2 separate regions of the Oryctolagus cuniculus genome follow, and region 2 is linked to region 1. Evidence: chromatin contacts called from public Hi-C data. All regions are on one chromosome and are shown on one strand. The core of a region is the stretch at or near the end of the contact, and the rest is flanking DNA. Distances in the headings are between cores, read along the strand shown. Region 1 overlaps DOCK8 (dedicator of cytokinesis 8). Region 2 has its middle 73 kb from the start of DMRT1.

What was found. Hi-C and Micro-C count contacts between places; a contact is called where the count stands out from the background.
Region 2: a contact with region 1 is called in a Hi-C map of an unstated tissue, with 7 times the contacts expected there. The contact joins two enhancer-like sites. A contact is called at or near these places in 2 of 6 Hi-C or Micro-C datasets (skin fibroblasts and an unstated tissue).

The regions. Positions count from the first base shown.
Region 1 is chr1:162,460,518-162,463,898 of mOryCun1.1, forward strand. It overlaps DOCK8 (dedicator of cytokinesis 8), which reads left to right. Exons shown (of 48, transcript XM_008256091.4): 23 at 1,997-2,092. Among named protein-coding and RNA genes, the nearest start is that of KANK1, 120 kb to the right of the region's middle. Within about 2 kb of position 1,549, at least 3 of the 8 cell types and tissues checked have an H3K27ac peak or open chromatin away from gene starts, as enhancers often do.
Region 2 is chr1:162,819,707-162,823,005 of mOryCun1.1, forward strand. No RefSeq gene overlaps it. Among named protein-coding and RNA genes, the nearest start is that of DMRT1, 73 kb to the right of the region's middle. Within about 2 kb of position 1,760, at least 1 of the 8 cell types and tissues checked has an H3K27ac peak or open chromatin away from gene starts, as enhancers often do.

The DNA of each region.
Region 1 (3,381 bases), core at 299-2,798:
CACGATTTCAGTCCCCAGATGCCTGCAACACACAGGGCTGGGCCAAGTAAAAGCCAGGAGCCTAGAACTCTATCTGGGTCTCCCATATGGGTGGCAGGGACCCAAGTTCCAAAGCCATCATCTGCTAACACCCAGGGCATGCACGGGCAGGACGCTGGAACTGGGGACAGAGCTGGGGCTCAACCCCAGGCACTCTGAAACGGGATGCAGTCATCAGTGGCATCCTCATAATACACCAATGCCCACCGCACATGGATCTTTGGCAAGCATTGGGTCTGCCTCCAGAGATTCTGCGGTCTGTCTGCAGGCTGAACCGTGTGAAACTCTAGACGTTCTACCCTTCTTGACCTACAAATGTCAACCCAATGACAGGCTGAAGCTGGTCCTGAAAACTGACTGCTCAGTTTGAAGGAATTGCCTGAGTTAGTTGTGAAATAGATGCTACTAAAAAGTAAATTATATAAACTCACAGTTAAATAAGTGATATTAAAAAGTAAATAAAATCTAAATGTAATGTGGTAGCCTGGGCTGTATCCTGCAACAGAAGTAGGATGTTAGTGGTAAAAACAGTAAGGGGGCTGGTACTGTGGCACAGCAGGTTAAAGCCACTGCCTGCAGTGCCGGCATCCCATATGGGTGCTGGTTTGAGTCCTGGCTGCTCCACTTCCGTTCCAGCTCTCTGATATGGCCTGGGAAAGCAGTATAAGATGGCCCAACTTTTTGTGCCCCTGTACCCATGTGGGAGACCCGGAAGAAACTCTTGGCTCCTGGCTCCTGGCTTCGGATCAGCTCAGCTCTGGTCATTGAGGTCATTTGGAGACTGAACCAGTGGAATGGAAGATCTCTCTCTCTCTCTCTCTCTCTCTCTCTCTCTCTCTGCCTCTCTCTGTAACTCTGTCTTTCAAATAAATAAAATAATTCTTAAAAAAAAAGTGATAACCAAAGAGCCTCTGATTTAGTTACAGAATGTACAGATGTGAATATCTTAGTTTTATGTACCATACTCTGTGAGATATGAAAATTAATGGAGATGGGGTAAAGAGTACACAGAACACTCTGTACTACTCTTGCAATTTGTAACCTTCCTTGTTATTTTATGACTTTTTGCTATCAGCCATATCCTTGAGTTCTTTATGTTTATTGTGTCTGCACAATGCTGTGTATCAGCTTTCATGTTTCTTCCAAACTGTGTACATCCATGACATCATGTGTGTAAATACAAATCACCCGTCATGGAAATATGAACAACACAAAAATTGGTAGCTGCCACAGATTGTCCCCTCCCTGGAGAGCTGGCTTGCTAGCACGTTGTGGTATCATGTGCTGATTGCCCAGGGGAGAAGTGACCCGCAGAGACTGCTGACAGTCTGCGTCTTGATGATTTCATTTGAGTGCAGTGAAAGTATTTCTGTGTAGACTTGGTTAGCAACTTCCTAATTAGTCTACGGCAAGGGGAGAAAATGTTGCCCAATCAAAAGAATGAAGTTTAGCCTTTCCTTTCAAAAATGGTTTCTGACACTGTATGAGTGTTGGGGAGACTGAGTACTTTCCACACTGAACCACAGAGAGGCACTGTTCCCACACCGTTTTTATGTTCTCCCACTAAAGCCAGAGACTAGAAAATTGAAAGAACTTCAGCACTGCCTGATTCTTGGGAGCCTTGGAATTGGGCATAACTTTACCTTGCTTTGCTTTGTACAGGGTACTTTTAAATGTTTGTGGGAAAATGGAATGAATGCAAAGACAATGAATATTTTACATTAATTTTTTGAAGCTCCTTGTATTTTGATGACAAAAATTTTGAAATTCATGCAGTTTTCCATAAATTTTTTGAAGACCCTACTATTTATGTATAGCAACTATTTTACCTTTGTTACTTGAGGGGGTGGGAAACAATAGACTAAACATGAATTCCGAGGTTACATTTCAGGGCAATTGGTTCATCCTACTGGGGTACCACTGTCGGCTGACTGCTGAGTCATGGTCTGTGTTTCAGATTGGTGACCGCAACTGCAACCGGATGTCGTACTATTGCTCTGGCAATAATGATGTTCCAAGTTCTCCTGCAGCCCCAAGACCTGCCAGCAAAAAGGTACCACGGAGGGCAGGGTAAAGATGACCACAGAATAGGAAAGGATCCACTTGTGCCCTAGTGCTCTGACTGAAAGTAGACACCATCAAAGTGTTCTCAGGCCCTGCCAGCACACACACACACACACACAGACACATACACACATCACACAAACACATACATCACACACATACCACATCATACACCACACACACATCACACACTACACATGCATCATACACATCACACATGACATACACCGCACATGACACATATGCACATCACATTTCACACAAACACATATCACATAATACACATCACACACTACACAGACATCACACACACACACACACACACACACACATCACAGTTTCATGGCCCTGTCCTTCACCCATTTTTTTGGATCACCTAACTGCCTAACTCTATGATTCTCCAACTTTTCCATGCATGGGAATTAGCCAGAAAGCTTGTGAAACCTTATTGCTGGATCCTACCTCTAGATTTCTGTTCAATATAAGGGTCTTAAAATTCATGGAGAATGAAATTAAAAAATAAGTTCATTTTGGTGTACGAAAGCTTTGAAATCCATGCATACGTGAAGTCTTCAAAAAATTCATGAAAAATGTGTTTCATGAAAAAAATAGGAATGGATTTCAAAAATTTTTTCACCAAAATAAACTTTTAATTCCATTTTTCCATGAACTTCTGAAGTACCTTTGTAGATCTGAACTGGAGCCCAAGAAGTACAAATTGCATATCCGACAAGTTCCCAACTGACGCTGGCCCAGGGCCCACACTTTGGAAGCTACTGTATAAACCTAATTTTTAGTGGAAGGTGAATGTAGACAATGCCTTTGACAAAAGTGAAAGGCCAATAATGAGTCATCATTTATTTCAGTACTATATAATTTAGTATAAAATGCTTTCTGCATTCTCCATAATCTGTATCCCCGTGAGTTTGGAAACTCACTTAAGCTGTAGAAATCCTTAACAACAAAATTCTCCAATCAGAGTGACAGCTGGTGTAATCTAAGGAATGGGGGGAAAAAGCTGTCCGTCCCAAGTTTTCTCCTCTGTTAGGCACCAAGATTCTCTCCTTTATAGTAGTCTTGAGACCCTGATTAGAATGTTAATTGCAAAGATTCCCACAGGAAGCAGCAGCTAACCCTGCAGGGAGATGTTTATGAAGCAGGCAAGGAGGGAATGAGCTTTCTGCAGTCAGCCTCTGGACTGGAGGGAAAGATCCCACCTGGGATGCCATGCCAGGGCCTGGCTCTGTAGACTTTGCTGTAATCCGGGCACCATATGTT
Region 2 (3,299 bases), core at 510-3,009, 360 kb after region 1:
GGTGCAGTGTTCTCACTTCTTCCATCAAATACTGGTCTCCTTGGCCAGAGACTTGTGTCTGCGTGATTCAGAGAAACACGACAGCAAGGGTCACAGTGGACGGCTGTACTGGCAGACAATCGGGATTGATCAGGACCGTGTGTTCCTAACATGCATCCATTGCAGGCAAAGCAATGAACGTGGAAGGTAACTAACTCAATAAGCAGTGACAGCCAAACACCAGCCCCCTGGCAAGGTCCTGTGTGACAGGGCAGGAATGGAAGTCAGTGCATAGCACCCACCTTCCCCCGTGGGGCCCAATTCTCACTATTCTGTGTCCTTTCTCACTAATGGGGCTTACACGATCACTGATTCTGTCAGGCAAAATAGAACACTTCAGGCCTCTTATTACAGGGAGGGATTCTTCTGGGTTCATTTTTTTGTCTTTAATTTTATTTACTTTTTTTTTTTTTTTTCATTTTATTTGAAAGCCAGACAGAGAAACAGAGAGGACGATTTTCCATCTACTGGTTCACTCCCCAAATGCCCACAACAGCCAGAGCTGAGCCAGGCTGAAGCCAGGAGGCAGGAACCCCCTCCCAGTCGCCCATATGGGTGGCAGGGAGCCAGGTACTTGAGTTTCATCTGCTGTCTCCCAGGAAGCTGGAGCAGAAGCAGAGGAGCTGGGACCAGAAAGCAGCCTGGTATGGGATGTGGTTGTCCCAAGCTGTGACCTAAGCTCTGGCACGAAGAGTTCCTTTGTTTTGGGAATGATATTGCAGGCTGCTTTGTAAAAGGCGAAATCCTCTGTTCTCAACGGCCCCCAGACACCCCTGCTTCATCTGAAAGTAACATGCAGGCTAAAGTGGGCTTCCAGGACCAGCCAAATCCAACCTAGCTTTTGCCTTAGTGTGAGTCCCTCTGTGGGCAGCCTCAGATGACCCCACTGCTCGTGCAGAAAGGTGATTTGGGTGTTGGTTCTAACACTAGGAAGTAATATAAAGCACCACCAAATTGAGCTTCTGTCTTAGAAATGAGGTCACAATCATTCCCTTTCCATATTAGGAGATATTTTTCCTCCAGTAAATCGAAGCAAATGAGAATTTTAAAATACCTTCATTACAAAACTAGGTTGGGGTGGGGCAGGAGGCGTAGCAGGTGAAGCTGCAGGTTGCATCCCACATGGGCTCCGTTTGTGTCCTGGCTGCTCTACTTCCAATCCAGCTCCCTGCGTATGTCCTGGGAAAAAGCAGTGGAAGATGGCCAAGTGCTTAGGCCTTGGCTAACAAGGGGGAGACCCAAATGAAGCTCTTGGCTTCAGCCTAGCCCAGCCCTGGAGGTTGTGGCCATCTGTGGAATACACCAGTGGATTGAAAAGCTCTCTGTCTCTTCCTCTCTCTGCCTTTCAAATAAATAAAACTGAAAAGCAAAGTGGGAATTAAAAAAAAAATACCATGAATATTTTAAATGAAATAATCCAATAATTTATTGCTAAAATTCTTTAACACCGTATTAAAATATCTCTCAGGAAGAGCTATTTTAATGGAATCCATCTTTTACAGTGTTGACACATCACTGCTTTCCAGTTTTGTTTTTCATTCTTTAATGCCCCCTTTATGTCTTAATGTATCAAACACTTCTATAAGTGAAGGTACATATTTAATAGTCACAGATATTTAATAGGCGCACAAATATTTTCTTCATGTCAGAGGATATAGGAGCTGGATTACACAGTGCAGTTCTTTACTTCATCTTGAAAGAATGCAGGAAGCAAGTGGAGAGAAGCACGCAGGGCAGATCCAGGCCTGGGCAGGTGCCTGCCCTGGGGCATTCTGCCACCTGGTGTCCACATCTGGACACTGCACCCTCCTCAGAATCCCATGGTCTGAGCATTGATGTCCTCCCTCCCTCCAGTCATCACCACACCATACAAGGGACCTCAGCACTCTGCAGTGGAGAAGAAGCGCCACCTGCTGTGGGGTTCAGGGGCAATGTGCAGGGGCTCTGGAATGGGACAGAACTCCAGCTCCAAACCCCCAGCCACGACTTGGGGCAAATGGCTTTATCTGTCAAGCCTTAGTTTGTAAATGGTAGAACATTTGAGACCACCGACCTTCCAGAAGGTCACATAGGTGCCATGCTGCCAAGACGGAAACATCAGATAAAGTGCCTGCAGATCACAGACACACGAACGCTTCAAGCAGGATGAAAGAACAAGTGCATCATGGAACAGTCTTGGGAAGAGGCCTGGCTCATCAGCACAACTTCCTCCCGACAGCCATGTCCCTTATCCTGAGGAGCCCAGAGCGACGAGAAGCAGGATGGGGCTGTGACTGATGGGGCTGCTCCTGCAGTCCAGGCCCAAGCACAGGAAGCCAAGAGGCTGAGAGGCCTGACCAGAGGCCAGCTCTGTGAGGGAGTGCGACCACAGAGGGCTGGGTGTGCACACGAGCACAGGGACCCAGCAGCAGGGGTGGCAGATGGAGAAGGAGGCCTTGAAAGTTGAATGCTGCGAGGGGTCAGAACACCCAGATCTTTAGACTGTGTGTGGGCTGAATGGTCTCATCAGTTTGCCTCCACAAAGTCAACTCACGCAAGCACCATTTTTTATTCCCATTTTAAGTAAAAGAAAGTTGTGGGGTCAGTGCTTGGCACAGTAGGTTAAAGCCCTGGCCTGCAGTGCTGGCATCCCATCCAGGCACCAGTTCAAGCCCTGGCTGCTCCACTTCTGATTGAGCTCCCTGCTATGTCCTGGGAAAGCAGAAGATGGCCAAAGTGCTTGGGCCCCTATGTGGGAGCCTCAGAAGAAGCTCCTGACTCCTGGCTTCGGATCGACTCAGCTCTGGCCATTGCAGTCATTTGGGGAGTGAACCAGCGGATGGAAGACCTCTCTTAATATTTATAAAATAAATCTTTAAAAAAAAAAACAAATAAATAAAGTTGGGGACTTCCGTTTTGATGTAGCAGATTAAGCCACCACTTGTGATGATGCTGGCATCATTATCTGAGCACTAGTTCAGTTCCCAGCTGCTCCCCTTCCAATCTATCTCCCCACTGATGTGCATAGGAGAGCAGCAGGAGATGGTCCCAGTAGCTGGGCCCCTGCCACCCACATGGGAAACCACAATAGAGTTCTGGGTTCCCGGCTTCAGACCTGGCTATGAGGCCATTTGGAGAGTGAATTGGCAGACAGGATCTCTCTCTCTCTCTCTCTGTTACTATGCATTTCAAATAAATAAATAAATCCTTTTATTTAAAAAAAAAAAGCAGGGGGGAGATGGCATTTTGGCATGGCAGGTTGAAGGCTGCCTGCATGCTGG